6 separate regions of the Mus musculus genome follow, and all the other regions are linked to region 1. A link is a contact called in public Hi-C, HiCAR-type, HiChIP or PLAC-seq, Micro-C and capture Hi-C data. All regions are on one chromosome and are shown on one strand. The core of a region is the stretch at or near the end of the contact, and the rest is flanking DNA. Distances in the headings are between cores, read along the strand shown.

Region 1 (3,920 bases), core at 429-2,928:
ATGTGACCTAGGAACTCAGAAGCTGGGGTCTAGTTGGGAATAACCAGGGTCCTGGTACGAAGCCTCCACAGCGATTCCGAATGCGTAGCCGGTTGTTTCTACTTGTCTGTTTTCCAACGTCCCTGTCTAACGACTGTGACTCCCAACCTGCGCTTAATGGAAGCTAGAGGCAATCTGTACAGCCTTGACAGTTGTGGCTGGAAAGCAGGTTGACGCTGGGCTTGAAGCTAAGCCGTGCTGTGCTAGCCTGTAAGGTGCATGAGTGGAGATGATGCTGTGCTCTGGGTCACACCACAGTGTGGCTTCCAGGCTGAGCCTTGCCATGCCATGTGTAGCTCCACTTGCCCAAACATCGTTGGGCTCCATTCGGAGGGGTGACTCTGTGCCTTGCTGTTCACGAGAACACCAGCATGCGCCCGGCAACACCCACAAGGCACAGACTTAAGAACTTAGTCCTAAAAGTCAAAACCCATCACTTCTGCAACGTTAAAGTAAGTTAGGAGTGTAGGAATCACACTTGGGTGTAATGACGTCCTTATCTGGAAAACCAGGCCCAGTAACTGTGAAACACACTAGACCAACCGAGTACGCACCACCCTCACCCAGATTACATAAAAGGACACCCCACGGGCAATGCCAATCACCTCTCTACCAGGGCTGCCACAGGATTCCTGCGTAGTCCTGGCTGTCCAGGAACTAACTCTTCCTCCGGAGTTCAAGGTATGCACCACCACTGTTCAGCTGCCACCCAAGTGTTTACTGTTCCCAGAGTCCTCGCTCAGCTCAGTCTCCACTGCTAGAATTTCCATTGTCAGTCTATCTGCTCATCTGTCCAGATCAGGGCCTTCACCTTGACTCCATAGTTCTGAGCTGAGCCTCTGCAGTGAGGCTGTACCCTGTGACCCTACAGCTTGACTCTCTGTCTCTAGCCTAACGTCCAGACTATATATCTTATATATTTATATATCTTAGCATCTATATATCACCTGCCATAACTGCATTTGTAAAGCTATCTGTCTCTGCCCCCAGTAAAACCTCTGACTCTGCCCCCTTCCTTTCACAGGTTGTAGCTGTTGTGTAACCCAGACAGACAATATTCATACAATTACAAGGTGGTATGGGTGTGTGGTCTGAGAGTTAGTATTAGCAATTAAGATCCAGATAAAAGAACTTGTGTTTGCCGATTGTCTCTTACCAAGGGAAATCTAGACTTCCAAGTAGCTTTTGAATTTACTGTTAATACATTTTGACATTGTGCAAAGGCACGAGCAATCTGTCGCTGGAGGCAAAACAAAGGAAGCTGAAAGTGAAGCAGTTGCGGATGTGTGGGCAGAGCGCCGTTGTTTTCCTTATAAACTTTGGCACGATCTGATTTTCTTTAGTTAAATCGTGCACCTGCATTTTTGTCTTGTAAAAAAGTTGAATGCACTTAGGTAGAATGGTTTGCAGTGCAGCTTTGGGCTATTGGTCAGTCGCAAACACACAGAATATTGCTTATACTATATCTAAGTCACAAATATACACAATAGCCTTATAACGATCTTTTAACACCTCCCTCCCCCGACCCCCACTGGGGAGACACTTAAGTCAGAGGTGCCCAGGCAGAGGAGGCCAGGAGCTAGGGTCCAACGGGCAGAGCCTGCGCTGCTCTCAGGGGGTGGCTGCATGTTGCGCATGCGCCGGCCGCTTCCCCTCCCCCGCATCCCGGAAGTGCCCCAAATGGAGTTGTTATCCTGACTCAGGCCAGCTTTGTGTGGCTCGGCTGCTGGAGAACGCTACTTGCTATCCCCCAGGGCCGTCGAGGGTGAGCTTCGGAGTCAGAAGAGGGGGCAACGACTCGGAGGGAGAGACCGGCCTCTTAGCCATACCCTGCGGAGTACGAAGAAATGCCCCGGCCTCCGCCATCAACGGCGGCCGCTGCCCGCAGTGTTCCCGTGCGACTGGAATAGGATCCTAGGAGTTTAATGACCTGCCCTGCTCAGAAACCGTAGTCCCAAATGTTTGGAGCCGTATTTGGCTGTCAGATTTAAGGCAAAAAGAAAGCAGATTAGGCAGACATTCTTCGGTTCTGGCGATAGAAATGAGAGCATGACGTGTTTCAGCCACGCGCTTTGCCTCTGAGCATCCATTCCACTTGATTTTTTTCTTTAAAAAAAAAAAAATTGCACCGTTGAGACCGAGTTTTGCAAAAATGACCGATGCTATTCTGTAGCCCGAGGATCTTGCCAGCCAGCCTCCTGTCTCGGTCTGGAATAACTGGGATCACAGGCCGGTGCCATCAGACCACCAGCCTTCCTTATTAGGCGTTCTCTGGATCGGTTGAGCTAGCACCAGTCTTGAACTTGTCAGAGACCATCTCTCACTAATTAAAGGAAGAGCTTTGAACACTTCAGCACATCCGGGTTTGTTGTAAGCAGAACCCCCTCTGCCCATGGATGGCCTTTTAATTCTGGGCTTGTTGTAAGCAGAAAAAGATGAGAGGGTGGAAGAGAGTTAAGTGTCTGCCCAGGCAAAAGTGAAGGAGTGGAAAAAGAACACGCAGGGAACTTGGGAAGTGTCCTGAAGGTTCTGCTCCTTTTTTGATGCTAGAAATGGAACCCGGGGTCTTGTGCGTGTTAAGTATTGCTGATCCACTCAGCTATATTTTACCCCTAGAGTATTTATCTCAAACAGGTAATAAAATGTAAGCAGATTGTGTGTGGGTGGGTGGGGGGTGGAGGAGTGGTAAAGCTGCTTGCTGCCCAGACCCCACATGGTAGAAAAAGAGAACTGATACCTGCCAAGTGTCACTTGGACCACCATACACGCTCTGAAAGTGCAGGCGCAACATACACAAGTTGTTAAAAACAACAAAAATAAACCAGGCATTGGTGGCGAACGCCTTTAATCCAAGGACGCTTGGGAGGCAGAGGCAGGCGGACCTCAGTACTCGAGGCCATATAGAACAAGTTCCAGGACAGTCAGGGCTACACAGAGAAACCCAGGCTCAGGAGAACCAACCAACCAATTAATTAAAAAATAATAATAAGTAAATAAATTGAAACAGATTTTCAAGGTGTATATGAAATTTACCTTCATGTAGCGTGTCTTTCTGGATGTGTGTAGAGATGTTAGTCTTACGTGTGAACTGCTGACTGGCATAGTTATGAGAGAAAAAAGGAAGTCTATTTTCACGATGGGGATGGAACCCAAGGGCTCCTGCATGTTAGGGAAGTGCTCTACCATCGACCTGTAGTTATATCCCCAGCTCAGTGGTGGTTGTTTTTTGTTTTGTTTGAGACAGGGTCTCACTATGTTGCCCTGGCTGTCCTGGAACTCACCTGGAACTCTGTACACCAGGCTGGCCTTGAACTCAGAGATCCTTCTGCCTCTCTCTCTCCCAGATACTGGTATTAAAGGAATGAGCCACCACACCCAGCCTGGTTTGTGGGTCTTTTGAGACTGGGTCTTAGTAGCCAGGCTGACCTTTAACTTGTGGAAGCCCTCCTGTCCCAGCTTCCCAAAAAGTGTGAGCCACTAGGCTTGGCCTTTCTTGTTAAAGACAGGGAAAACCATGACTCAGCAGGGAAAGGGCGGCACACTTATTCAGGCCCGGCACAGGAGACCAGCCACGCCCCTTCCTCCACCCAGAGCTTCCCAAACTAGTAACTCATTTCTCAGTGTAACAGCAGTGCATAGATCATCAGATGGTCCTCATGACCTCTTCCTGGAGTGACTGGATGGATTTAAGGGGATTAGTTCTTCAAGGTCTGCACAGTTGTTCTCTCCCCCCACCTCCAGGGTCTCATATATCTCATGCCAACCTTTGCTACAGAGCTAAAGATAGATGACCTTGAACTTCTAATCCTGCTGCCTCCACTTCCCAGACTCCGGGTGTCTATCATCCTACCCCTTATGCTGCACTGCAAGCCAGGGCCTTG
Region 2 (3,838 bases), core at 161-2,660, 560 kb before region 1:
TGCTAACATTCAGGGTGGGCCTTCCCTCTTTAGGTAAGCCGCCCTGGAAGCATCCTCATAAGCCCCAGCCATCCAATCTCCTAGGTGATTCTAAACCAGTCAGGCTGACACATGAAGACACATGACCCCTGTTTTCAAGACCATAATACCTCAGTGACCTTCTCAGGCAGGATAATTGTCCTGTTCACCGTTCTCGGTGCTAGGAAGGAAGGGAAATCCAGACGTTAAGTGAGTGGGCTCTGATTCTATTTATTTAGGTTAGTGTGTGTGTGTGTGTGTGTGTGTGTGTGTGTGTGTGTGTGTATGTTTGTGTGTAGGAATCAAACCCTGAGCCAGGACCCTACCACTGAGCTGCACTTCCTGCCTCTAAAGTCCAGTTGAAGTTCAGCCCCTGCCTTTCTGAGTCATTTTATCACACAGTGAAATGTTCTGGCTAGGACTGTCACCTCCCTGAGGTCACCACAAATTAAGGAAGTCAGTAAGACCGAGGCAAGTGCCAGCCTCGGTGCCTGCTTTGGAGCCTTATAACCCTAGGCTGCAGTTACTCTGTAATCCACCCTTTGCGACTCTGAGAGGCCCCAGACCGGAGCTAGTAATTCTGAATTTATCTCTGAAGCGATTAAAGATATTCTCGCTGCAGAGACTTAGTCTTCTTAAGGGATGGGCCCAAATGCACCGGGAGAATAAACACACACGAAAAGAACTGGGAACTGGAAAAGTAAAAAACAAAACAAAACAAAACAAAACAAAACAAAAACCCACAGGGTCGGAGTTGCCAAATTCAGAAGAGAAATGGCTCCTGAGCCCCTTTCTACGGCTTCAGCTGGGATCTGGACGCTGGATTTTCCAGGCTGCCCTGCTCCTGCCCCGTGCCAGGTCACAGCGCGGCCCTCCCACCCACGCGGGCCAGCAGCCGGCCAGGCTGGGCGCGGCAGGAAGGCGAGCCAGCTCCAGGCACCCTGATCCTTAACTGCCGCTTCCAAAGTCCCGGCTGATCCTAATCAGTGTGGGAAAGGAGCGCCGGGGCCCAGCCCGCCGCCGGAGACGCCGCCTCTTTTCATAAACTTTATCGCCGCGGTGCACAGCCCCTGATAAAGCACCATAAATAAACGAGCAGGCCCGAGTGTGCGGCTGGCCGGAGGCTGCCAGAGCGCACGCCCTGCCTCGGCCCGCAGCTCCCGAGGAGAAATGAATCATGCGCCAAGCTCAAGAGGGATCCGAGCTCCCCCCATCCCAGCCCCTGCAATCGCAATGCTATAAATAAGAAGGCAAGCCTCCCCCTCCTTGGCAGCATTCAGGACCACTAGGAGTTTCCTTGTGGCTGCCGGCCACCCTTCTGGCCTGGGAGCTAGGAGTGTTCTTGCTTACCCTCCTGCTTCAGGTCAAGTTCCTTGGGCCTGGGTTGAGCCTGGGCATGTGGCTCCATTATCACAAATTCCTCTGGCTCTTGCACAACACCCCGGCTGGAGCCGGGAAGGGAGGGGCGAAGAAAGGCTTGAAAGTCTCTGATGGCAGGTGATCCAGGGAAGGGGTCCCTTCTGCTTAGATAGCCTGTTCCGGTCAAACCCTAGGAGAAGCGCAGGGGGCTAAGCTCGACCGTGTCCAGTTGACTCAGGCGAAGGAACAGTAAAGATTCTGGTGGATAGGGAAGGAAGGGGGCCTTCCCGCCTCATCCCCCGCCCCGGGAGAGTGTGTTCAAAGGCTTCCGATAAATTATTCAACATCTTTTATCCTTCAGTCCTTAAAAAATGTTTTTAACTTTATTTTTAATTTTAAATTATGCATATGCACGCCTGTCTGTATGTATATATGTGCACGTGAGTCCCAGACCAAGGCATCGTCGGGAGCTACAGATGGTTATGAGCTGCCTCTATGGGTGCTGGGAACTGAACTCAGGCCCTCTGCAAGAGCAGTGTGAACTCTCAAGTCCTAAGCCCTCTCTCCAGCCCCCAGTCCTTGACATTTTTTTTTCTTGGTGGGTCTCTACGTTAGCCAATGGTACCTCTTGAAAACACGCTTGTGGTCTGCATCAGGCTTATGAAGTCGTCTAGAAAGACAGGTGTTTGGCACAACGTGTGCCAGCTCAGCACTAATGCCCAGTTCTCAGGCTTTCTGGTCCAGCTGCAGCCACCTGGCTCTGTGGTCTCCCCGCCTTTGCTTCTCCCTGGGCCAGAGTTTCCTTATGTGTCTGATGCTCTCTAATAGCTCCCCCAGCTTGCCTAGTCTCTGGAAAACACTATCATTCTTCTACACTCTTCCATTTCTGGACTGTCTCACCATAGTTAACTCTGATGAAAAACACTGCTTTGCCTAATTGAAAGAAGCCAGAGCTGGGAGAGACTCCATAACCAATCCCTGCTTGAGGTGAGCACAAGACTGTCCCTCACAGGAACTGCTGTTACTCTGTGGCGGGGGCTGGGGGAGCTAAAATATAAAAGCCCAATAATCTCTAACAGCCTCAACTCAGCACTTCTCTGAGCAAAAGTATAAGCTCCGTTGTGGCAAATGGCTTTGCTTCCTATGGGAGGGAGGCACCGATTGGCTTGAAACATCTATTCCAGAGAGCACTAATGCTGCTTTCAGTGGGGGCAGACTCTGGGGGAGGGGGCAGCCTCTGGTGGCAGAGGACAACCTAAGTGGCCTCTGGCTGATGCTGGAAGAATGGGTCGGGTGCCAATCCTGCTAGTCACGGCTGAGGAGAGGAACTCAGTGAAGTCGGCCATGAACAAAGACCTGCTTCTTCTAGACCCCATTTGTGACACAGTATGTCCCTGGGAACATGCGGCCCCAGACAGCCTTCATTTCCTGCTCTCTGGACAGAAGGGCACTCAGTCTTGTTTCCTTCATTTACATAATGTCAAAAATGAGTCACATTGTACTGTCATTTGTTGAGAAATATTGGCAAGAGGTTCTGATCATGGTTGGAGTTGAGTCCTTAATAAGGAACAAGCCTTGGGCAGGACTCGGGCACTGACTTAGCATCTGCGCCTCAGTTTCTCTATCTGTGCAGCTGGAAGACTTTAGAGGTTTCTTCCCACTCTGCATTACAGTGACTCTGCTGTACATGGGGGTGGAGTGGGGAGGAGTATTTGAGATGAAGCAAGACTTTCAACTTTCCAGAATAGAGATAGGTAAGGAAATATGTGAACATTTTTTTTCCCAAAAATTGTTCTTGCATCTGATTTTGCCTAGTATTATAAAGGTTGGCAATTGTCTTAGTCAGGGTTTCTATTCCTGCAGAAACATCATGACCAAGAAACAAGTTGGGGAGGAAAGGGTTTATTCGGCTTACACTTCCATACTGCTGTTCATCACTGAAGGAAGTCAGGACTGGAACTCAAGCAGGTCAGAAAGCAGGAACTGATGCAGAGGCCATGGAGGGATGTTCTTTACTGGCTCCCTTCCCCTGGCTTGCTCAGCCTGCTCTCTTATAGAACCCAAGACTACCAACCCAGGGATGGTCCCACCCACAAGGGGCCTTTCCCCCTTGATCACTAATTGAGAAAATGCCTTACAGTTGGATCTCATGGAGGCATTTCCTCAACTGAAGCTCCTTCCTCTGAGATAACTCCAGCTGTGTCAAGTTGACACAAAACTAGCCAGTATAGCAATCAAAGAAAACACATCAAAATGTAGGCTTGAACATCATCAGGGACCCAACTTGCTGTGTTAGCTGTTTCAACACTGTGATAAGATGCTGGTCAGAAACCACTTACAAGGAGGAAAGTTTTCGTCTTATTTTGGTTAGGTTGTTTGGTTTGGTTTCAGGGGTTTCAGACCACGGTCAGCTGACTGCATTGCTTTAAGCGTATGCCAAGGCAGAAGCATCATGGCCGAA
Region 3 (3,812 bases), core at 1,298-3,797, 830 kb before region 1:
GAGGCATCCAGAAGTGCCTGGGTGCCCGAGAGCGTGAGAACCAGACAGCCCTGGCCTCCCTGCAGGTCCGGGGACCCCTAGCCAGCTCCAGCTGTCCCTGGACCTCAGACTGAGCTCCCCCACCCCCGGAACAGTGTCCTGCGGCTTCCCATTGCCTGACCCGCCCAGCCCCAGCATAGGGTAAGCGCAGTCAAAACTCCCGCGTCCTGCCTCCCCATGCGGCCGAAGCCCAGTGGCAGAGCAGACGTGGGACCCCATTAACCCTGCAGTGTGTCAGAGTGACCACGAGTCTTCCCAGTCCCTCAGAGAGAGAGAGATGATGGTCAAGAAGAACCTGAGGTGTGGTGACTGGGAAGGAGCTGGGGAGGCTGCAGGCTCGGTGTGCGAGTGTTCAATGTGAAGGCAGCTTGTGTCTGGTATACATTTTCTGGTGGCAGGAGACAGAGCTGTTTCCAGGGGTAGGTCTGACTCACAAGTGAGCTCTCCTGGGCTGTGGGTTGAGTTCTGCAAGTATCCGTAAGTGCGACAGGCTAGAGGGAAACGAGTTTCTCAACCGTACAAAGATGAGAGAGGGGTCTGAGTTGTTTTCAGGTTTTGAAGGCAGTAATTGCAGGCTCCGTGCCTTCAATAAATAACATCAAGTTGTATTGAGGCTGCGTGGGATGAGAGGAGAGTCTGTGCGGTTGGGCTTGTGTGAAGCCACTGAGGTCCCACCCCTGACCCACGGCAACCCGTTGGTCCAAGGTCTGCCACAGCATGATATGGAAAAAAAAAAAAAAGGAGCTAGCACGGGCCACACCACCAGGGTCTCACACAGCATACATCTTGGGGTTCTTACTGGACCCACAGTAGCTGACAGATGTCAAAGCAGAGTCACGGGGTCCCAGAGCTGCCTATTTTCCAGGGATGGGGACAGCTAGGAGCCACAAACTTCATTCTGTGATAATACACCTAGTATTATCAAAGAGATAGAGGTCCAGGCCGCCTCAGCCTTAAAAATGTGTATTTTACATCCCTCCCACCATCTCCATGCAAGGAACCATTCCAGTATCATATACTCATAAGAATGCAACAGAAGGCTTAGCACCCTGCTTCTTTCTCCAAAACATCAAAGGCTCCATCTACTCACGCAGATGGTCACTGATGTCTGCCTTGACTTTCCCATCCAAACTGACTGCACACGCTTCCTCTAGCACAGCTGTCCATTTCACACACCAGTGTGCTCAGTTCTCTTTTAGAACTCTTCTTCCCACAGAACTGTGCCCCAGCCATGACACCAGAAAGACCGTAGTTTTGTATATATGTGAATTGTGAATATGTGTCATACGTGTGTGTGTGTGTTCACGTACATTATCTTGCTATGTGAATTGTCAAATTAGTTCCCACGTTTTGGCAGGAATGCCTTAGGAAGTGACACTTCCCAGAATTATATGTACATATGTTTTTTTTTTTTAATTTTTTGGATAGGCTCTTACTATGTAGTTTGCGCTAGTCTAGAACTTACCATGCGGACCTAGAACTCACAGATCTGTCGCTGCCTCCCAGAGTAAGGCATCTCAGACACCACTCTGGAGGGATACTTGCTCCCTTAGGGCAGTGTTTCTCAGCCTATGGATGGAGACCCCTTTGGGAGTCCCCTTTCACGGAGGGGGGGGTGCCTAAGACCATTGGAAAACACAAATATTTATATTACAATCCGAAATAGTAGCAAATTTACAGCTATAAAGTAGCAACGAAAATACGTTTTTGATTGGGGTTACCACAACATGAACAACTGTGTTAAAGGGATGACGCTTTAGGAAAGCGGACACCCACAGACCTAGGGTGGTGGGCAGGTAAACAGAATCGGCAAAACACCACACGAGAGAATGCAGCAAAACGTGATGGAGACCGGGAGATAGGGGCTGAAAATTACCGAAAGCAGCGGGTCTAGGCAGGTTACTCTCAGAGACATGGAGATAGAGAAATATGGTGGAGGCAGTAGGAGTGGACAAGGTCTCCAGGAAGAGAGTTGTTGATGAGTGGCAGGGGTCAAGGGACAAAGGAAGGCAAGCTCTCCGCAGGTGGCCCAGGAAACAAGGAGAACAGGGAAAGGGAAAGGGAGACACGCCCCCCAGCCTAGGGCTCCACCCCTCCTCTGGTTCTGACGTCACTAAGGCCTGCTCCACATGAGGCTTCAGATTTAAGATGTTCACCTGTTCCTGAGCTTGCAATTTTATTAAGAGGGAATTTGAAAATTCAGGATTTCTTCGATGGAAAATATGGGGTTTTTAAGACTCTGCACGATTTCTATTGGGTGGAAGAGGAAGTCCCAGCTTTTGCTACAAACCAACCTAGCGCTGGCGATGAACTCATTGTAACCCCAGAAAAAGAAGCAAGCGAAGCTGGCATGTCAGTGTCCTCTGCATTCTTTATGGCCAGACAGGTTTTCCATGGCTGGAGCCCACGACGCTTCCTGCCAGGCTCCCCCGCTGCTGGGAACCACTCAGACCTGGAAGGAGTCTGTGTAGTTAGGTGCTGCCGGAAGGAGCTGTGGAGACAGCGTGACCCTCAACTCTGCTATGGAGAGCCAAGTCCCTCTGCATGCCGCTGAGACTCTCCTTATGGGGCAATCACAGCCCTCACAATGCCCAGGAAGGAGCTATTGAGATTTAATTGTGCAAACCACGTGGCTGGTGGGAAGGACTGGGGAGGGGGCTCAAGGGGCTTCTTTCTCCTTGCTTTCATTTCTTTTTTTCTCCCTCTCTTTCTTTTTTTTACTCTTTCCCCCCTGACTGATAGAATAAAAAGAAGCGATGTGCCTGTCTGTTTCGGCTTGGGGACTTTCTTAGGGTTCTCTGTGTAGCATTATTTGAAAAAAACAAAACCCCCAAACAAAACACAGTTGTATGAACACAAAAGTCTAACTCCACGGTTGAAATCTCCTTTTCCATTCCCAGAGACAGTTTCCCAAATGAACCCCAGCTTGTCCCTGCAGACAATGGAGTCCCCTGGGAGCTGCACGTGATCAGACGAGTGAGTGAGAGGCCCGCAGGTCAGTGGCTGGGTCTCTGTGACCTCTCCTCTCTCTGAATGGGGGAGGCTGGCTTTCTGTTTTGAGGCGGTGTCTCCTGTGATCAGCTGCGATGCCAAATGCTCGCTGCTCAGGACAGGGGCATGATGGTGCTCCCAAAGCCAGGCATCGTTTTTTTCTGTGTATCCGTTCTTCTCTGTATGCCCGTGAGAGGCCTCCCTGGTACCCAGTACAAACACGGGAGGGGTGGGGATGGGGGGAGAGGAGTGAGAAAAAGAGGGTAGACACGTTTGCTGAACAAACACGAACAGGCGTGTGCTCGTGTGTGTGTGTGTGTGTGTGTGTGTGTGTGTGTGTGTGTGTGTGCTCCTGTATTTTTAGATCCATCTCTAAAATAATACAATCTCTCAGCTCAGAAAACAGAGCCTGGCTCTAGGATGTGGAACTGAGGTTCGTTGCTCCCTAGGATCTCTGAGGTACTCCACAATTACAGGGACATTTTGGGAGCACTTGCCCAGCAGTAAATGAACCAGGGGACCAATTCATAAGTATGGGGAAGGGGTTGGCAGTACCCACCAAAGGTCTTTCTTGATTCTGTGGCAAGTCACCCTCTCAAGTCAAATCTCTTATCTGTCCCCCTGGTGCTGCTGCTCAAGGTTGTAGTTGGGCTGACAGGCTACCAAGGAACAGAGAACAAACCGGAAGTACAAGTCCTTTGTTCTAGAGCTATTGAGAGGAGCAAAGCTTGGACCAAAACAGGTTTGGAAGGATAGACTGGGAAGTGCTGCCACCAGAGCTG
Region 4 (4,028 bases), core at 1,144-3,643, 690 kb before region 1:
CTCAGTTTGTCTGCAACCAAGACAGGTACAGCACACACACTGAAGAATCCGGGAGGTCCCTTCCTAACCTGGATGGTCATTGTACACGATCAGTGTCACACTGCAGGGCTGCTGAGGATTGGGGACTAGCTCAAAGGCATCAGGGACAAGTTTCCCACAGAGTTCCAGTTTCAGAGTTCAGTGTCGTGGCATCTGTGAAGGATGTGAAGGCGGACGTGGTCCATGTGACAAGGGCAGAGACGAGACAACAGCTGGGTGGCATGTTACAGCAGGAGCCAGCGGTAACTGGGTCCCCATCATGTGCAAGCCCAGGAGGGATGGAGACACCTGCCCATTGGGGGCGGGGGGGGGGGGCTTCTGCCCTCCAGTCCCCTCCCGCTTCGGCATGACACCAGACACCAGACCTCCCTTCTTTGCCCCAGTAGGGCTGTGGTACATACTTCTTTCTGTCCTTCTCTGTCCCACGTTGTGTCCCTATCCCTACCACACCCACCCCTGTCTCGGGCCCCATGCTTCTGCTCCCATCTGCCTGCCTCTATCCCTTCTCCAGGCCCTCACCCCCTTCTTTCCCCTAAATAACCTCCCATATATCAGGTCTGTTGCATGGTGTAATTTCTCAAGGGAAACTTTGGCATAGGCCCACCATGTACTACCCATCCCCTATCCCCCGTCCCCTGTCATGCCGCACTGTATTTTATAACAGTATGAGAATGTTACAGTAGAACCCATTGCTTTATACAATAAATATAATTATACCTATAAAACAACCCAGGTTAAACAAATGACAGTCTAAGATGTTTGGTGACATGGTCTTGTCTGGCAGCCCTCCCGCGTCTGCCTGTCCAGAGCATAGTTGGAATTCTGGCGGGACATGGGCTATCCTCCCTTCCCCCTCTCCCTTGGGCCTCCTTTTTAGTTCTCTCAGGAGGGCATCCACCCTGCTCCTCTTTGAATGAGCCCATTTGTCTTAGCTCACAGGGAAGGCATGGGGTTTGCTGCTGGAGAGGACCGTTTGCAGGACCTAGGCCAGAAAAGCTAACAGGGCATAGGGAGGGAAGCCACAAGGCACACATTTGATGGCCGCAGCCTATGTTCCCAGAGTCCAGCACTCTGAACCCACCGTGGCCTCATCCTCTGCTCAAGTCTATCGGTGTGATGTCCTAAAAGTTCCACTTCGCATTCGGCCCAGAAGTCGTAGACCAGACTGTAGTACAGTGAAGAGGCAGGAAAAAGGGATCATAGACTCTCGGGTTCTGTTCTGAGGGGGTCCAGAATCTTTACAAAGTCTCTGGCTGTGCTGACACAAGAGACAAGGACATGCTGACACAAACACTCCATCACCCTGCCCCTGTTCCCTCTCACTCTGCAGCACTGGTCAAGGCCTAAGTAGCCATCAGAGCTTTCTGTCTTGACAAGAATGGTCTGTGTCTGAGCTGTTTGGCAGGGTGGCCGTCAGCTGTCTGTAACTACTGTGCACCTGAGATGGGCTAATGTGGACGATAAAATGGCTCTTTAATTTCTTTGATTTTTATTAATTGTCATAATGTCGTCATCCACTTCTGTAGATGGTAAAAATAACACCACAGAGGAGATGAGCTATAAAGGAAGGCGTTTCCTTGGACTCGTGGTTTTAGAGGCCCGAAGTTGAGGGACCACATCTGGTGATGACTTTTTTACTGCAGAGTCCCAAAACAGCACAGAACATCTGGCAGGGGCTTGAATGTACACGTGTACTTGTATGTGTGTGTGTGTGTGTGTGTGTGTGTGTGTGTGTGCTGTCCTTTCTTCTACCTGATGAAGCTACCAGGAGGCAATTCTAGGGGCTCTATCCCGATGGCTTCATCTGATACTAATAATCGTTAAGAACCTCACCTTTAAGCCTTTAATAGTAGATTAGGTTTCCACATGATTGATACATCAGAGAGGGGACTAAGTTACTATACAAGAAATTGTAGTACATAGCTGCATGTGACTCGTGGCTACAGCAGCCCAGCCTGGACGGTCCGCAGTTCTACCGCACACCATTCTTTTGCTCAGACTCTGATCATGGGGGTCTGAATTAGTAGAGTCACGAGCCAAAGCAGAGGCTTATGGGAGACTTTCTGGGAGCTTTGTTACTAGAAATCTATGCCAGGCTACATCAGCTGTGATGTCCCCCAGAAGACCAGTATGCTGCCTTTTAATACTTCCTTTCCTCCTTAAGTGAGTTCACAGAGCTTTGAGAAAAGACAGAAATTGTCTGCTCAGTTCAAGAGGCCACAGAAGGGCCTTACCAGAGAAGAGAGGGATTTTTCCCTGGGGCAATAGAGCATCGAGCTGGGAGCTTGTTGGATATGCGAATCTGGGGCCACACCCGGACTCCTGAATCAGAAATTCCTGGGGTGGAGCTAAGGATCTGTGTTTTAACAAGCCTGCTCACTCTGATGTCCTGTCAAGTGTGAGAACCACCGCTCCAGAAGGCTTGGGGCAGTGGTGGGTGGGGGCAAAGGGAACACAAAGGTTCAAGATTCTCAGAAGAGCCCCAAGAACTTGCCCTCGAGTCTGCCTTGTTCAACGTGCAGGACATGCCCGGGCAGAAGGCCTGCACCACATGCCCGCTGCCTTGGCCTGAGTGCCTTCTGATATAGTTCAAATTCTTCAAATAATAATTTGCTTATATGTTGCACTGTAAATTGCATGGCACTTTAAAATAAAATAAACATGCATTGACAATGTTCTTGATCAGAGTTCCTTGAGTTCTAAATTCAGTTGAGGGTTATGCTGGTTTAAAGTCTGGGAAGTCTAGTACATTGAGCTACTGGATTGCTCCAACCTCTCCCCTTTGACTCCTTTAAAGAAATCATAAGCCTCTAATACCAAACTGTTTAAAGAAACAATGACTAAGCCAGAATCATCTTTTTCTTTGGTCTTGAACTTTTCTTTCTGTCAGCCCAATTTCTCAGGCCGTCTAGGCAGGCGCCCTCTTGCCACACATACACCTACTTCCTGGCTTTAAATGAGCAGACCAGATAAGCAAACTGGAACGAAGAACGAAGGGTTAAGTGGGGGAGATTTCTTAAAACATTCTTCCGTGCCTGGATGCCACATTGACATTTCATGAGTTAGTAAACGAACAACAACAATACCATTAAACGTTCAGAGTCAGAAATATGAAGGCAAGCTCTGGCTTTGCCTCTTACCAGCCAGCCATTGGCTTCTTTGTCTTTTGCCTCGAGCTTTTCACTATAGCAGGAGTCTCACGCTATGTCGGCAAGGTCCATGAGCTATGTATAAAGAAGCTAGCATAAAATAAACATCTGAATAGCCACCTCTGCTCCCCTTTCCTTCTTTCATAAAACTAAAGTTTAAAACAAAACAAAACAAACAAACAAACAAACAAACAACCCAACCTACCAACCAAACCAAACCAAAACAAAACATCGGATCTTGAACCAAACTAATGTGGCAGCTAGATTTGCACCACGTGACCTTAGGTAAATTATTGAAACATTCTGTTTGGGGTTCGTTATCCTTAGAGGGAGAATCTAAAAGTTGTACCTGCCCATACATCTTTTTCATCAAGTCCTTTAAGGATTAACGTCTTCTTAGTGATGCCTTTGAAATGTTGCTTTTGTTTATGATTTATTAGTGTGAGGGGCGAGCGATGTGCACACGTGGAGAATGACTTTATGGGGTTGGCTCTCTCTTTTCATTGATACATGTTCCTGGAATTGAGCTCAGGTAGCCCGGTTTGCTCCTCAAGCAACGTCACTTGCTGAGCCATCCCACCAGCCCCAGAGTTAATGACCATGATCCATGCCACATGCACAGGATGCCTGGAACACAGTAAGCGCACAGCTGAGCGTAGTCGGGGTTATTGATATCATCACATTCTCGATTCTCACTCCAGAGAACAAGGCTGACAGAGAGCTGCTTGTAGGTTAGTGATGTACACCCAGCTTTTCAGAGCTTTTATCAACTCCCTAACACCATGAATCTGCCGCTATGAAGATTCCTGTTTTTCTCTAGAGTCTAGAACATCTTTATCA
Region 5 (4,397 bases), core at 627-3,126, 600 kb before region 1:
CCTATAAAGGAGACCTCAAAGGAGTCTGAAAAGACAAGCATCTACATTTTGGTTTTCAAACAGCTATGTTTGGTCTACTACAGAAAAAAAAAAAAAAAAGCCAAGCAGTGGCTTTAATCTGCCACTTGGGAGGCAGAAGCAGATGGATCTCTAAGTTTGAGGCCAGCTTGGTCTGCAGAGTGAGTTTTCGAAGAACAGAAACCCTGGAGGGAGGGAGGGAGGGAGGGAGGGGGGGAGGGGGGGAGGGGGGAGGGAGGGAGGGGGAGGGGGGGAGGGGGAGAGAGAGAGAGAGAGAGAGAGAGAGAGAGAGAGAGAGAACAAAAATATTACTTTGAATTTTTTTTGTCTAATTTCTTTTCCTCAGTAACTCATCACCAGCTCATATCCTCCACACTTGGCTATTCCCTCTCATTATCCCATCACCTGAGTAAGGACAGCTTCCTGACAAGTTTTAGCCCAGGTCCCTGCAGAGCACCTCCCAGCAAGAAAGTGACTGTTCCAGAAGGAGACTGAAAGCTGAGAAAGAATGACAGCAAAGACTCAACAACCAACCAGCCAGAGCAGAGCCCAAGTTCTCACGCCCAGGGGCTCAGAAATGCTGCCACTGCAGGAGATGTTTGGAAGGGTCACAGACACGGTGGCCCTTCCTGGGGGACAGGGACTGGTGTTCTCTTCACGCCTTTGCAGAAAGTCTGTCAAGAAGGTGAAGCAGTTACTAGACTGAGCGAGTGTGATGGAGAAAGAATTCAGGGCCCAGTGGCAAACATCAGGCTTTGCCAGAGATCAAGTGGTGAGTCACCGGGTAACATCAGACTGAGTTATGGGCAGAAAGAAATCTAACAATGCTCTTTGGTTTCAAAATGCCAAGCAGCTGGACTCTGGGTCCTATCATTTATGCCCCAAATCAGGGCACTTTTGAGAGAAAAAGGGGTGGATGTCAATTATAATTATATTGGGGGAGCCCATATGAGCAGGGACTGTCCCAGATTAATGTGTTCATGGCTGCCCCTACTTACAGTCTCCCCTCCAAAGCCAAGGAATCAAACGGTAGCAGCCCTCAGAATCTCCTCCAGACAAAGCTCAGCTGACTTCTTGCCTGCAAAGAGGCAATCACAGTGACAAAGGGTGGGCTCTGGGGGAATTCACATAATTGAATAGAATCAGGAACTGGGCAAGCTGCTCTTAGAGCTCTTAGCATGTCTCGTAGACTTGTTAAATGTTATGAAATTGAAGGTGGTGAGATGCATTTGCAGAATCTACATTTAAATTTAAGAATAGAAAGAATGAGAGGGGAGGGAGGAGAGAGGGGGTGGAGAACAAGACGGAGTAATAAAGTTAGTCACACAAAAGCAGGGACTTCTACTTGGGGTAAGGAAAGAGACCAGCAAGGGAGAGAAAGGAGAAGTGGGGAGGGAAATGGAGAGATAGATAAAAACCAAAAGTATAATGGCATGTATGTGTCACCATGTCATGAAGTGCATTATTTGATGTGATAACTAAAAATTAATTTTTAAAAAGATGTTGAAAAGTCTATTGGGCTGTTTCTCATCAGTAAACATCAGTTCTTCCCAAAGCATTTAACCCCATGAGATCTTTGTCCAGCAGACCCATCTAAACCTTTGGAGGCAAAGTCCAGAGTGAAGGGCTGGGCATGCAGGCCTTAGTGTCCCACAGGTAGAAGCCTGCAAGGCACGTGAGGCTTCAGTCATTGTTCAGGAGGAAGGAGCAGATGTTCATTTCGGTGAGGTAATGGAGCAACCTGCCAAAGCACAGCCAGAAGACTTGTCGAAACAGGTCTGCAGCCTTTCCCACGCCAGGTGCAGGGAGCCTTTGAGTTCGTGCTAATACACTGGCTGGCTTCCCCAGCCCAACCAATCCATTACTCACGTGAGAAGAATGTTCACTGCATAGGGAGGAAGTGGGAAGCCCGACCACAACTCAACTCACACACAAAGAGATCCTCTGCTTCTCTCAGCAGTGACCTAAGGCATCCAAGCAGCCAGTGCATCTTCAGGATGGTCCCCAGGAGAATTGGGCAGTACAGTCATAGCTAGTCCCTAAACAATTGGGGTTATGTTCTGGTAGAGAGCTGTGGCAAGGAGGATGTCTTAGTTAAATTTCCTGTTGCAGTGACAAAATGCCCTTGACAAACACAACTTAAGGGAGAAAGGGTTTATTTTGTCTCACAGGCCAGGATTTAGTCCATCATGGGAGATAAGCAAGAGCCTGAGGCTCTGCTCACATTGTGTCCACAGTCAGGAAATGAGATTGGTGAGCACTTGTGCTTGGCTTCCTCTTTTTCATACAGTCAAAGATCCCAGCCTAAGGAATGGCACCGCCCACAGTGGACAAGTCTTCCTACCTCAATTAACCTAATCGAGTTAATCCACCACAGGCATGCACAGAAGCCCATCTCCCAGTGATTCTAGATCTGTCCAAGTAGACAGTTGAGATTAACAATCATAGGCATGTTGGGTAACCACGGAGACCAAGAGTCAGACCAGAGGCTACAGGCTGCCACCGGGTGTGTGGTGCAGTCATGTACTCAGTGAGCCTTGGGCATACTGGAGTCCCAACCTGCCTCATGAAATCTTCCCAGGGCATGTCCTTATAACTGAGCAGGGGTGTCCTGAAGACAGTCATGGTGAAGGGTTCAGACTTCTATGACCCCTCATGGGAGTTAAGATGCCCCTCCCTTCCTCCTCCTGCACCTGACTTGTACCCAGCTGTTCCTTGGCATCTAAACGCATTGGTACTCTCCTGTTCCCTTGTTTCTCTAAACCCTTACTTTTGTTCACATCACCCTTGCCTCCTTTGAAAGTGTTAGATGGTTATACCCATCTGAGAGGCCACCTGCTCAGCTGAGAAGGATGTGCCTAACCTGTCTCTACCCATGCTCTCAAGTCAAGCCTTGGCTGAGTGGCTGTGTTACCTTGATTGGCACCAGTGATGCCATGGAATGTCTTCACCCATGAGGAGATTCAGAAAGCCTGAAAGCAGGAAGTTGTCCCGTCAATCTGTTTGTCCTCAGTGTTTGTGCTAATAATGTCTGTCATCTGTCACATAGCCACTGTCCAGCTGTTGTGGAGTCATGGGGTAGCACAGAATTCTGTAGGGTCACTTTCATGATTTGTTTTCCTGAGGCCTCAAAATCTGAAGCTTGAAAAGAAGGGCACCAAGAAAATGTCTTTATGCTAGAGTCTGAAAGACAATAGTCAAAATAGTCAAACTACAGAAATGGACTGAGGACTTTATAATCATAGAAGATGGAGGGGGGAGGAGGAGAAAGAGGAGGGGGGAGGAGGAGAAGAAGAAGAAGAAGAAGAAGAAGAAGAAGAAGAAGAAGAAGAAGAAGGAGGAGGAGGAGGAGGAGGAGGAGGAGGAGGAGGAGGAGGAAGAGGAGGAGGAGGAGGAGGAAGAGGAGGAGGAAGAGGAGGAGGAGGAGGAGAAGGAGGAGGAGGAGGAGAAGGAGGAGAAGGGTGGAGAAGAGTGGAGGAGGAGGAGGAGGAGGAGGAGGAGGAGGAGAAGGAGAAGAAGAAGAAGAAGAAGAAGAAGAAGAAGAAGAAGAAGAAGAAGAAGAAGAAGAAGAAGAAGATGATGATGATGATGATGATGATGATTATGGCTGGAATCTACTACCGTATCCTCTCCTCTCCCCAAAGAACTAAATATATTTGGCTAATCCTGTTGGGCTACATATCTCTCCACAAAGCAGGCAACAGCCTGTTCCATGCAGCTCAAGGATTACAGATTTTAAAAGGAAAGAGAGGAAAGAGGTGAAGATTGATGTGAGAACATGGGAACTGAGCAGAGGTAGCATTCGGGAGGTAAAGAGAAGGCCCAGAGGCTTCATGATAAAAGTGCAGAATTGCAAGAGACCCCGCAGTTTTTGCTAGAGAGGAAGAATCAAGTCTATGGAGGTGCACTGTGTGCACAGGGTTTAGTACAAAATCAGGAGGCAGTACAAGAGAGCATCTTTGAGACATAAGGCTGAGTCAGTGAGCCTGTGTTGTGTTAGTCCTCTGGTGAGTTTCCAGCCCCTCCCCCACGAAAAAAAAAAAAAAGGACATGGCCCAAGATTTATAAAGAATATACCCAAAGCATTCTGTGCGCTTCTCAAGGCAGAAGGTAATTGTTACGAGCAAATCTACACAAACTCTTGTGCCAAGATCAACAAGTTAAAAATAAAATAGAAATAGGAAAAGAAAAAAGGGATACTCATCAGAAACCAGAATGGTCCTCCCCACTCCAGTACATCCAGAGGGAAGAGGAATGGACGAGCCGCAGGCATTCTCCTGTGGAGCTGGAGCCAGCAAGGCTGTCCTGAAAAATGCTTCCACCCCACACTGAGGAACCCCTGGAAACCGGTCAAGCCAATATTAGGTGGAAGTAGATGT
Region 6 (4,309 bases), core at 1,809-4,308, 870 kb before region 1:
GAAACTTGAGTACTCACATGATACTCTCTGACTCTCAGGTTTTCGGGCATTTTAGATTTTATATTTTCAGATTCTTGGTGTTCAGCTAGAAAAGCAGAAATGTATATTTCTGATCCCAAACATTTCTGAGAGGAGAAAGACAAGTTGTATTAGTAACTAGACCTCCTTGTGTGTGGTGTGCTTCCCCTAATAGAGCATCTGTCTAGGAACTATGACTTGTATTTCATTTTTTATTTCATCTCAACTTGAGCTTAACTAGAGCTTTCAATTCCTAAATCGGAATTACATTCTCTGAGCTTATATTTTTTCTCCTTTTAAAGTTACATTAATGAACTGTTTGAGCCTCTTTCTTGTGATTCATTTATCTGCTATAACTTCTTTTTAAGGCTTCAGCACTAAAGGTCTTTTGACAAACCAATATTTATAACAGTTTGACGGCTGGGTGAGGAGCAGCATTTGTCTTTGTAACAGCTTGAAGACAGACCCTCTCCAGGACCCAGTCATGCAGTTACAATCTTGGCCTCCTTTCTTGTGCTGGGAACATGCATCCTGCAGCACCTCCCATGTGTTTCCTTGTCCCATTGACTATCCATTCACTTCCCATCTGTTTTGCAGTCTTAAAGGAACAGAAGGGGCCCTCTTCTTATAAATCTGTCTTTGCAAGTGATAAATGATGCCCTATCTCTTTAAGGGCTGCCTGGGTGGTTTTTCTTTTCTTATAGTGTTTCAGCTTTCCTCCTAGCAAACTCAGAGTAAAATATACTTTTAAAAATAAGAGAAATACAGAAAAGACAAAACACTATGAAGTTTAAAAGCCATAATTACTTTGATGGAACAGAATAATCTCCTGACTTTTTCCATCTTCTCAAGTAGTTGCCTGTGTCACTATATCTTTGAAATGTGATATCTAGATTTTTCTATACTAACCATACACTGACAAATGAAATGATTCATTTTGACAAAGTATATTTTAGCTATTAGAGGAGAAAGAAAACAATATATCACTAATGAATTAGAATGTCAAATAACTTTACATTTGTATTATCATAATTGAGTTGATATAATTTGAAATATTTTGTGTGCTGAACACAAAATAAAGTGACTCACAGTACCCATCTGTAACCTCGTGATAGATTCTGTGGTCTTTACTAGAAAAAGATGATCATGAGGGTCATAAAAGCTTTTCTTTTTTTTCTTTTTGATTGCTACTATATCTGGTCCTGAAAGCATATGCTATAATACTTCTAATGTTGGCTTTTCTAAGAATTGAGCATAGCATAGCAAGGCATGGGAGGGTATTACTGTAATCTCACTACTCAGAAGGCTGAGTCAGGAGATTGCCATGAATTCAAGTTCAAAACTCAGCTGGACTACAAAGTGAGTTCTTGGCCAACCTGGGATAAAGCAAAGCCTTGTCTTTTAAAAAAAAAAAAAAAAAAGTCTTTTTTAAAAAGGAAAGAGGCCGGGCAGTGGTGGCACACGCCTTTAATCTCAGCACTTGGGAGGCAGAGGCAGGCGGATTTCTGAGTTCGAGGTCAGCCTGGTCTACAAAGTGAGTTCTAGGACACCCAGGGCTATGCAGAGAACCCCTATCTCAACAAAAAAAAAAAAGGGGGGGGGGAAGGAAAGGAAGAAAATAAACAAATATTGTCATTTCCACAATTAGCCTACAGAATGATTTTAAAGTATGATTTTAAAGGAATCATCAATATAAGACCACATTTAGAATATTCTGTTAGACTATGAGTCTAGCTGGGTATGAATGTCTTCCACAAAACTTATGTGAGGCTGGTAATACTGCAAGTGCATGCCCCAGAAAGCTCTGTGTGCTCTCCTGGACAGAGTGACGGTGCCCACCGGAAAGTGGAGCTGGCAGCCAGACCACCACACAGCAGCTTACCTTAGGAGTAGGATAAAGCTGCCTGGTACACACACCTCATACAAATGTCTAACAGTCCTCTCAAAGTGGCCACGGAATTAAACAGTATTATAAGTCAGATGGCCACACCTGAGTTTCTGGGGCTGTGTGGTAATGTTGGTCCTCCTCCTCTTCTTCCTCTTCCTCCTCCTCCTTCTTGTGGCTGTTGTTGTCATTGTCGTTGTGGTTACAAGTCTCATGTAGCCTTGAACTTTCTATGTAGCTCAAGCACAAAGGTGGCTTGCTCTTCTCATCCTCCCGTCTCACCTCCCATAGATTACATAAACTACATAGACACACTGGCCTCTAACCACAGAGACCTACCTGCTCCTGCCTCCCGAATACAGGAACTAAAGGTGTGCACCATCACAACTGGCTCTGAATCCAGCTTTCTTAAACCTTAAACCCCTAGGTTTATGTAGTGCTGGGAACTGATCCCAAGGCTATGCAGGTTAGGCAGCTCTCTACCAGCTGAGCTTTGTTCCCAGCTCTGGGTCCTTAGCTGACTGTTCTCAGTATGGACCAGCAATGGAAGAACTCTAGGAGAAATTGCAGTGTTGTACAAATACATACACGATTATTTAATTTGGCTTGTCTGAAGAGAAGTAGCTGGGTTTTTCATCCCAATACTATTGCTTTCACTGAGCAGCTCAGCCTTTCTGTGAGTATGATAGAACCAAAAGTTTGAGGTTTTATACCTATGACATTGGCCAGCACCTTGAATGATACTGCTCTTCATTGTTAAAGAAGACAGACCCATAGTCATTACTAGGTAGCAGAGCTGAGCTTGTCATTATTGTCTAACTAGGAAGATTGCTGAGTCTAACAAGGATACTGACCAAATATAAGGCTTCTGTGTTCATGCCAAAGTCTTTGGAGACTAGACTTCAGAATACTTAGAAATGATAGGTATAGGTTCTGTTATGTTTACCAAAGGAGCTTGAAAGGACTGCTTTCCTTGCCTTAAAATGACTTTTTAAAAAGTTTAAGAAAGCTGGATTTGGAGCAGAGCATAGTGGTGCATACCTTTAATTCCAGCTTTCAGGAGGCAGAAACAAGTAGATCTATGGTCAGAGGCCAGCCATATCTACACAGCGAGGTCCAGAACAAACAGGTTAGAGAGACTCTCTCTGGGGGAGAAAAGAAAGAATGCTGAATGAGTCACTACTGAGCTACTTGTGTATGCAAATTGAGTTGCTCAGTTACTCCCAACTTTTCTTCAGGAAGCTTTGAGGACATAAAAGAGCGCATTTTTAATAGTATTCGAAATGTTTGAGTTAAGTTTTGCTTGAGGCAGAACAATGAATAAATAATCATGAGTATCAATTTTGACTATAGTTTTGACCCTTTTGGTTCTGGTTTCCTTGTTTCTCCATATCCTAGACTTCCCTAGATCCTGAGTTTCTAAAGGGCATTTATATAGTACAATTGTGCAGTAGATAGCAATTGTTTTCAATAGCCCTGTGTGTGTTCCATAAGAAGAAAGGCTTCATAAATTCCCAGCTCTCCCATGAATAGCCCCTTTCCTGAAGAACTTCATCCATGCGGTGTCCTAAAGGTGGTGTGGAGTACTGGGGCAGCATGGTGTAAGGTGGCTGCGATCTCTGGGTGTGTGCTTTTCCTCAGTGCATTTTCTTAGCTCTTCAGCGAGTTTCTTCATGCTTTCTTTAAAAACATCAAAAGTTGGCTAAGGTTTATTTCAACATATGTGGCAGTGCTTTGTGTGTGGCTCTTTGATCGTGCTCTGAACTGATATTAACCACTAAGGTGACCCCTCTCCCAGGTCAGACCTTTTGTCAGTCAGTGTAGTCAAAGCCTAATTACAGATTAGTCTGAACTTGGGACATGAAATATCCGAGGACTCAGAACCCACTGAGAAGCAGTGCTGCTTCATATGAGGATAAAGAGACCTGAAATGTGTCATCTGGAGGGGAGGAAAAGAGGCGGTCTGTCCGTCCATTATTCACTGAGGATTATAGGAATATTCATGATCCAATCAAGATGCACAGTGAATTGATGTTTGAGATGGCTCATCTCTTACGTAAACATGGAGTAAATGGAAACGAGGCTCCTTATTCACTACGTTCAGAACTGTGTAACAGAATCGTCTAAGCCCTTCCTAAGTTGGTTAATCAAAAAGACCACAGATTTTATAAGAATTCTCTAGTTGTCATTATTTAATCCAGATATTTAAGAGAAATGGTAGTTTGCTTTACAGCTAGGCATGCTTTTTACCAGAATATATCCTATTTCACATAAAAGGTGACTTTTCAATAGACTTGCTCTTTTCATTTGGCATGTGTCAGCAGACCTCTATGTGTTTCTAAATCAGAGGAGGGTAAGCAGGGCTCATCCTTAGCATTGATGCCTACAGGACTGAAGGTCAAGTTT

The links. A called contact is a pair of places that touch in the nucleus more often than the background predicts. HiCAR-type assays count read pairs that join an accessible place to other places. HiChIP or PLAC-seq counts read pairs in DNA pulled down with a chosen protein or histone mark. Capture Hi-C pulls out chosen DNA fragments and counts their contacts.
Region 2: a FOXA1 HiChIP or PLAC-seq map of pancreatic cancer cells shows a contact between it and region 1. The contact joins two enhancer-like sites. A contact is called at or near these places in 1 of 484 Hi-C or Micro-C datasets (uterus) and 4 of 115 datasets of contacts at active chromatin or transcription factors (embryonic stem cells, extraembryonic endoderm stem cells, microglia and 1 more).
Region 3: a Micro-C map of embryonic stem cells shows a contact between it and region 1, with 2.1 times the contacts expected there. The contact joins two enhancer-like sites. A contact is called at or near these places in 1 of 15 datasets of contacts at CTCF or cohesin (large pre-B cells), 1 of 484 Hi-C or Micro-C datasets (embryonic stem cells), 3 of 115 datasets of contacts at active chromatin or transcription factors (astrocytes, embryonic stem cells and pancreatic cancer cells) and 1 of 9 other capture datasets (embryonic stem cells).
Region 4: a capture Hi-C map of embryonic stem cells shows a contact between it and region 1, with 4 times the contacts expected there. The contact joins two enhancer-like sites. A contact is called at or near these places in 1 of 484 Hi-C or Micro-C datasets (muscle stem cells), 5 of 115 datasets of contacts at active chromatin or transcription factors (embryonic stem cells, extraembryonic endoderm stem cells, large pre-B cells and 1 more) and 1 of 9 other capture datasets (embryonic stem cells).
Region 5: a Hi-C map of the C2C12 cell line shows a contact between it and region 1, with 5 times the contacts expected there. The contact joins two enhancer-like sites. A contact is called at or near these places in 1 of 484 Hi-C or Micro-C datasets (the C2C12 cell line) and 1 of 115 datasets of contacts at active chromatin or transcription factors (pancreatic cancer cells).
Region 6: a HiCAR-type map of astrocytes shows a contact between it and region 1, with 2.5 times the contacts expected there. The contact joins two enhancer-like sites. A contact is called at or near these places in 4 of 484 Hi-C or Micro-C datasets (the G1E-ER4 cell line, pre-hematopoietic stem cells, pro-B cells and 1 more), 5 of 115 datasets of contacts at active chromatin or transcription factors (the NIH/3T3 cell line, astrocytes, embryonic stem cells and 2 more) and 1 of 9 other capture datasets (embryonic stem cells).

The regions. Positions count from the first base shown.
Region 1 is chr16:30,508,988-30,512,907 of GRCm38.p6, forward strand. Tmem44 (transmembrane protein 44) reads right to left here. Exons shown (of 11, transcript NM_001384248.1): 11 at 2,868-3,920. Among named protein-coding and RNA genes, the nearest start is that of Gm52252, 9.2 kb to the right of the region's middle. Within about 2 kb of position 1,679, at least 403 of the 459 cell types and tissues checked have an H3K27ac peak or open chromatin away from gene starts, as enhancers often do. A contact at or near this core is called in the C2C12 cell line, astrocytes, embryonic stem cells and 4 more, where this site is marked.
Region 2 is chr16:29,945,086-29,948,923 of GRCm38.p6, forward strand. No RefSeq gene overlaps it. Among named protein-coding and RNA genes, the nearest start is that of Gm32796, 26 kb to the right of the region's middle. Within about 2 kb of position 1,411, at least 312 of the 459 cell types and tissues checked have an H3K27ac peak or open chromatin away from gene starts, as enhancers often do. A contact at or near this core is called in embryonic stem cells, extraembryonic endoderm stem cells, microglia and 2 more, where this site is marked.
Region 3 is chr16:29,680,659-29,684,470 of GRCm38.p6, forward strand. No RefSeq gene overlaps it. Among named protein-coding and RNA genes, the nearest start is that of Opa1, 100 kb to the left of the region's middle. Within about 2 kb of position 2,548, at least 67 of the 459 cell types and tissues checked have an H3K27ac peak or open chromatin away from gene starts, as enhancers often do. A contact at or near this core is called in embryonic stem cells, where this site is marked.
Region 4 is chr16:29,820,653-29,824,680 of GRCm38.p6, forward strand. No RefSeq gene overlaps it. Among named protein-coding and RNA genes, the nearest start is that of Gm46567, 9.1 kb to the left of the region's middle. Within about 2 kb of position 2,394, at least 25 of the 459 cell types and tissues checked have an H3K27ac peak or open chromatin away from gene starts, as enhancers often do. A contact at or near this core is called in embryonic stem cells, where this site is marked.
Region 5 is chr16:29,909,500-29,913,896 of GRCm38.p6, forward strand. No RefSeq gene overlaps it. Among named protein-coding and RNA genes, the nearest start is that of Gm52263, 23 kb to the left of the region's middle. Within about 2 kb of position 1,877, at least 67 of the 459 cell types and tissues checked have an H3K27ac peak or open chromatin away from gene starts, as enhancers often do. A contact at or near this core is called in the C2C12 cell line and pancreatic cancer cells, where this site is marked.
Region 6 is chr16:29,642,028-29,646,336 of GRCm38.p6, forward strand. All of the region lies in intron 27 of Opa1 (OPA1, mitochondrial dynamin like GTPase), which reads left to right. Among named protein-coding and RNA genes, the nearest start is that of Opa1, 65 kb to the left of the region's middle. Within about 2 kb of position 3,059, at least 9 of the 459 cell types and tissues checked have an H3K27ac peak or open chromatin away from gene starts, as enhancers often do. A contact at or near this core is called in astrocytes, where this site is marked.